Regions from separate parts of the Cricetulus griseus genome. Here region 2 is linked to region 1. Evidence: chromatin contacts called from public Micro-C data. All regions are on one chromosome and are shown on one strand. Each heading gives the region's core, a stretch centred on a gene start, on an enhancer-like site or on the middle of the called end of the contact. The rest is flanking DNA. Distances are from core to core; before and after follow the strand shown. Region 1 overlaps Cavin1 (caveolae-associated protein 1). Region 2 overlaps Atp6v0a1 (V-type proton ATPase 116 kDa subunit a1).

What was found. Hi-C and Micro-C count contacts between places; a contact is called where the count stands out from the background.
Region 2: a contact with region 1 is called in a Micro-C map of the CHO-K1 cell line, with 2.2 times the contacts expected there. The contact joins two enhancer-like sites. A contact is called at or near these places in 2 of 8 Hi-C or Micro-C datasets (both in the CHO-K1 cell line).

The regions. Positions count from the first base shown.
Region 1 is chr7:114,009,440-114,012,239 of CriGri-PICRH-1.0, reverse strand. The region is part of intron 1 of Cavin1 (caveolae-associated protein 1); the gene reads left to right. Among named protein-coding and RNA genes, the nearest start is that of Cavin1, 9.4 kb to the left of the region's middle. Within about 2 kb of position 1,264, at least 3 of the 6 cell types and tissues checked have open chromatin away from gene starts, as enhancers often do. A contact at or near this core is called in the CHO-K1 cell line, where this site is marked.
Region 2 is chr7:114,096,397-114,099,105 of CriGri-PICRH-1.0, reverse strand. All of the region lies in intron 20 of Atp6v0a1 (V-type proton ATPase 116 kDa subunit a1), which reads right to left. Among named protein-coding and RNA genes, the nearest start is that of Naglu, 15 kb to the left of the region's middle. Within about 2 kb of position 1,380, at least 1 of the 6 cell types and tissues checked has open chromatin away from gene starts, as enhancers often do. A contact at or near this core is called in the CHO-K1 cell line, where this site is marked.

The DNA of each region.
Region 1 (2,800 bases), core at 15-2,514:
TCACTCTGCCAGGGCAATAGGGGTTAGACCAAGGTACCTGACCCGGGTGCCCAGAGTAAGGGGAGGTGCTTTTGGATTGTGTTGGTGGCTGTTGTAGCAACACAGACTGGGTGGGCCCAAGGCAGCACTCCAAGGCTGTGAGTCATGAGGGAAGCCTGACTTGGAAATGGGGGTGGAAAAGAGAAATCCACTAACGGAGGGGAAAAGCTAACAGTGATGTTCAGAACCAGCCTACAGGACATTGTTCAGGGACTCAGGCCAACTTGTTTTTCTAACCCCCCCCCCCAACCTTCCACCCAGAAGATGGTGTCTCCAGTAAAAGCCATCATTCCAGAGGAAGCCCACCATGAAGGGGGTTACATTTCCCAGGCACCTTACCAGGGAAAGTCCAGGCATAGACTTTCCCTCCCTGGGATTGCTCCCCGACGCTGCAGCAATGGAAGTTGGCAGGCAGGAAAAGCCTGCAGTTTTTTTGAGCTCAGTTGGCAAAGACCTTTGTCTAGAAAACTAAAGGTCAGGGAGACCAACTAGCTCTGTCTTTGGGGATTGGGGTGGGATGGGGGGCGGGGAGTCAGGGGTATAGGAGTGAGGCAGGCATTTGTTACCCAGGAGTTGAGACTGTTTCCTGACTATTTCTTGTTCGGTCTACATTGCTTGCCTTTAGTAAAAGGGAGTGTGGGGGTACTCTTTCCTACTCTTTGGTGAGACATGGGTGGGTTTTCAGTGTGAGAGATGAGAGATAGACAAAATTTTTAATTTTTTAAAATTAAGGCAGAAAAAAATTAAAACAGGGTATCACTGTGTAGTCCTGGCTGGCCTGGAACTCACTTTGTAGACCTGGCTGGCCTTGAACTCACAGAGAACAATCTGCCTCTGCCTCTACCTCCTGAGTGCTGGGATAGAAAACCTCCACTACCAAGCCTGGCTTAAGAGGTGATATTTTTTTCTTTGTGGATTTTTCTGTGTAGTCCTGGCTGTCCTAGAACTTGCTTTGTAGATGAGGCTGGCCTCCAACTCACAGAGATCCACATGCTCTGCCTCCGGAGTGCTGCTACCGTCTAGCTTTTTTGTTTTTGTTTTTGTTTTTTGATACTGGTATTATAGGTGATTCTGGATTGAGATGCATGACGAGGTGTCAGAGAGTTTAGTCATAGGGAGTCTTAAAATGATGTGTAAACCCTAATGATGTCAGTCTCTAGGTGCAGGCAGGATGACTGCAAGTGACTCAAAGTCAGAAGGAATGCTTGAAGAGGCTGGGACCTTCCTACACTCAGTACAAGAAAATCATTCCTTCAATGCCTCGGTGAATAAGAGGCAGAAGGATGGCACATGGCCTGGGGTTCCAGTGATAGTAAACTAAGCCCCCACTCATGGCAGGTGGAGACTACAAATCCCAGCATGCCTTGTGCTCAGGCTACTTTGCCTGCTGGGAGATGTAGTAATGTAATAGATAGCTTGAGGTGGCTTGGTGCCCGATAGAGCTGGTGCCCATTTGGGAGACTACGTGGAGGCAGCATTCCCTCTTTGTTCCTGCTAATGTTATTGACAAGGAGGGAAGGAAGTTGGGAGGAGGTGTTCCTAGTTTCTAATGTAAACCAGGAAGCCCTAGGGGATGTGAATGGGAGGGAATAGGAAAGGGATTGGGTGTGGGGAAGGGATTTCTGTAGCAGGTGGTATAAAGATTTCATGTAGCCTACCAATAGGTGTGTGTGTGTGTGTGTGTGTGTGTGTGTGTGTATGTGTGTCCTTTTCCCCCCTTTTCTTCGTGTGTATATCTTTATATGAGGAGAACCAATCTATGTTACCTCATTTTCTCAGGGGATGGGATTATTTTATAATTCTGGAAAATGACCTTGAGAAAATTTTAGAAAAAATGCATGTCCCCCCACTCCTTGGATTTAAATACCTAAAACGAGCCTGGGCCTCTATAGGAGCTCCCATCTAGGATCCGGCCCAGACTCTTTTCCGTTCTGTGCTCACCCACGTCTACTCTTTGGTGGTGGTGGCGGTGTGTGTTGGGGGATCCTAAAATGAAGAAATGTCGAACCCAAGTAAGGTTATTGAAAAATCTCCACATAATCAAGGCTAGGACTGGTGCTAGGGTCTCTGAGAGGAAGAGGAGAGCTAAGAGCTAGCGTTGAGATCCGGGATTATAGGCAGTCCAGGATCACTTTCCCCACTCCTGGCTTTTAAGCTCTGGCCTGGAAAACAAAGCAAGACTAGAAAAGCAGCCCTCCCCTCTACTCCAGGGCAGGGAACGCAGACCAGAAGAAATGTCCAGACCCAGGAGAAAACAGTTCTTGGCGTTCAGCCAGCGTCTTTCCTTTCCTCCATTAACTTTTATGTGGGGGTAGGGGATGCCCGCTGGTGGCTCCAGATAACATGACAAAGTCAAGGACGGAAACGGGGCTGCAGGCAGAGCGCCCCTCCCCCAAGACGGGTTCAATCCTAAGAACTCACTTCTTTCACTCTCGCTTAAAGCTACCCACCTGGGATCCGCTTTGAACTCACCTCTAGCTTATTCCAAACTTACAACCTCGCCCAAACCGACTCTCATTCGGGGCAGCGAGTAAACCAGGGCACCAGAGGGCGCTCTGCTGTTGACAAACTTAAAGTGTACCTTCCGAAGTCACCATGGCTTACAGCAATCATAGGGGTAGCGGTGGCCATAAGTGTGCAAAGGTTTGATAGTTAGCCCTGGGATAGTTAGCCCAAGTACAATCATAATGCCGACCAGAGTCTGACCTAGCTCTGCTCTCTCCTCCTCTGAGTAGCGACCATCCAACGCACAGGTTGTGCC
Region 2 (2,709 bases), core at 131-2,630, 87 kb before region 1:
CTTTTCTGGCTCTGCCTTCACACTTTGGGGATGAACACACATCTCTCTGATGGCTTGGTATCAGGCGGTGCTGTCAGCCTGGGACTATCTCCCCAGGATTTTTATTGCAGTGTCACTCCATTCCGAATGCCTGTTCCCCATTCTGTCTCCCCATTCAGCCCACCTGGGAGCACACAGGTGTGAGCATGGACACACATATGGACTCTACAGAAGGGGTCCTTGTCCCAGGCTTCATTCTTTATGCCTCATTCTGATGGCCAGTTATAGCCAGATCCCCACTCTGTGTCTGATTATGGTGGGTATGAATGCCAAGTACACTTTACAGGGTAGGTGGGGAGACACAACCCAGCAGACAGAAATTACGTTCTCAAATGTCACTGGCTTTAGACAGTCAGACCAGTGGTTTATGTTATCAAATCAAATCAGATTAAACGTTTTTCTTCTCCATCCCACCAAAAACCCCGTAGAGCTTATTTATCAGGGGAACACCAGGGGTGACAAGAAAGGTGTGAAGATGCTGGCATCTGGTGCTGGAAACCAGAACAGCACTATCCATTTTGGCAAGGACCCTTCCCACCCCTCACCAGAGGGCAACAATGCTGAGGTCCCTGCAGCCCTTTGTGCGCTTCTGCATTGGGTCAGTAGAGGGCGCACGAGCACCAATTAAACTTTTAAGTGGTGGTGCCACGTCTCAAATGTGGCACCACCCATCCCTCCAAAGCCAGGATTCTGAAAATTGCATGAGAAGGCCTCCTCTGCTTCCCCTCTTGCTCAATACTTAAACTGCCACACAGACAAATGAAAGCGAGGCATCTACCTCAAGCCCGATCCTTGCAGACTGTATCTAAAGGGCATCCAGATGGCAGCACTTGCCTCCTTTATGGGCTCCCCATTCTCTAACCAGCTGAAAAAGTTTGTTTGTGAAGTTTGTTTGTAGGGCACGCCAGTCAGGTCTCTCTCTACAGAGCATCCTACTTTTCAGCCATTGTCTATTATGGTATGTCAGGGTTGTGTAGAGCCACCTGGTACGTGCATTATTTCCTGTGTTCTCACAGTAACTTTGCCACCTGGTTATCATCTTCTCTCTCTCCACATGAGACACAGCCATGTTCAGAGAGCCCGAGGATGAAGGCATTCACCTGGTAACAAAACATGGCATCCCAACTGCATCAGCTCCTGTTGGAAGTGAGACCTAAGGCCGGCACTCTCCTCACACTAACCTGTACTGCTCCTCCCCTGCCCAGAATGGGAAGCACCTTTAACACAGGCTGCAATTACAGAGGGGTTGTCGCTCTTCCTTCAAGTCCTGAGCTCAGGAGACACAGATGAGAACAGGAAAGCACAAAGCACGGAGGCCAAGAGGGCAAGAAAAAGTGAGTCACTGCCGCCGGGGCTGGTTACAGACATTCCCTCACTGGAGCAGCTGAGGAAGTGTGCTGGGAGACCTGGCTGATAACCTGAGGGGAGGGTGCCAAGCCAGTGGCTGAAAGTGCACAGCCCTCCCAACCTCCCAGGCTCCCAGTAAACAAACCACAGGCTGGGAGAAGAGGAGCCAGGAGAGCCAGCTCAGAGACAGCAGCTTCTACTGACCTACTGACAGGCCTCCTAAGGCAGCTTTGGAGGGAGGGCTAATGTCAGCCACAGCCTCCCCCTAACATACCTCAGTTCTTTCCCGTAACTGGGCACAACCACAGGAGACTCTTAGACACTTGCAATGGAGCCAGGAGAGAAAGGAGGGCACTGGCAAGAGGCCCCTCAGGGTCTGGGCTGTGCAAAGCTCTGTGGAGCCCAGAGACCACCTATCACCTCATCTAGGGGTTTCTGAGGCAGGGCCAGTGAGTGTGTAAGCCTTTCAGGGTGTATGGTGGGGGTGTTTGTGTGGGTCATCTACAGCCAACGCCAGGACTGACTCTTCCCTCAAAGGAGAATGGCAACATAGAGGAGTAAATGGAGCCCTGAAAGGAGGAGTCTGAGGCAGAGTTGCCAGCGAAACCAGGCTGCCTGGCTTGTTGTGTGGCTGCTGCATTTCAGGCACATTTGAGAAATAGTCACACAAAAAATTATAGTTGCTTATCTTGAGTGTATGTGTATGTCTGTAAGTACAAGAGTGGACACGTGGAGGTCAGAGGACAACTTACAAAGTTGGCTCTCCCCTTCCACCGTGTGGTTCCAAGGGACTAAACTCAAGTCATCAGGTGTGGTGGCAAATGCTTTAACACACCGACTCATGTCGCTAGACCTCTCTTTGTATTCTTATTTGCTCAATCTGGGAACCCACGTTTGAGGTCATAGTGACAGCCCAGCCTCTAGCTCTCTGATTCCTGAGCCATTTCTTCATATAGAGCATGAAGGATCACCCAGCACATTAAGGAGAGCAAACAGTGCACACCTCCACACTGCTACGCCACCTTTGGAAAAGCTGCTTTAGTGTACTTAGCATCCTACCAAAGCATTGGCACAGTGACACAGTAAAGGGACAAAGTCGGGAGAGAGTGTGCTCTAGCAATTCCTGGATGGGGTCCAGTCCAACGCTCTAAAGACAGGAATCAAGGCCACAGAAACACCCTCACACGCAAAACACAAACCAGCTGTGCATGGTATTCCTTGCCTGTAACCCTAACATTTGAGAAGCTGAAGCAGGAGAATTGTGAGTGTGAGGCCAGCTTAGGCTATATAGTGAGACCCTATTTAAAAAAAGAAAACAAGCCA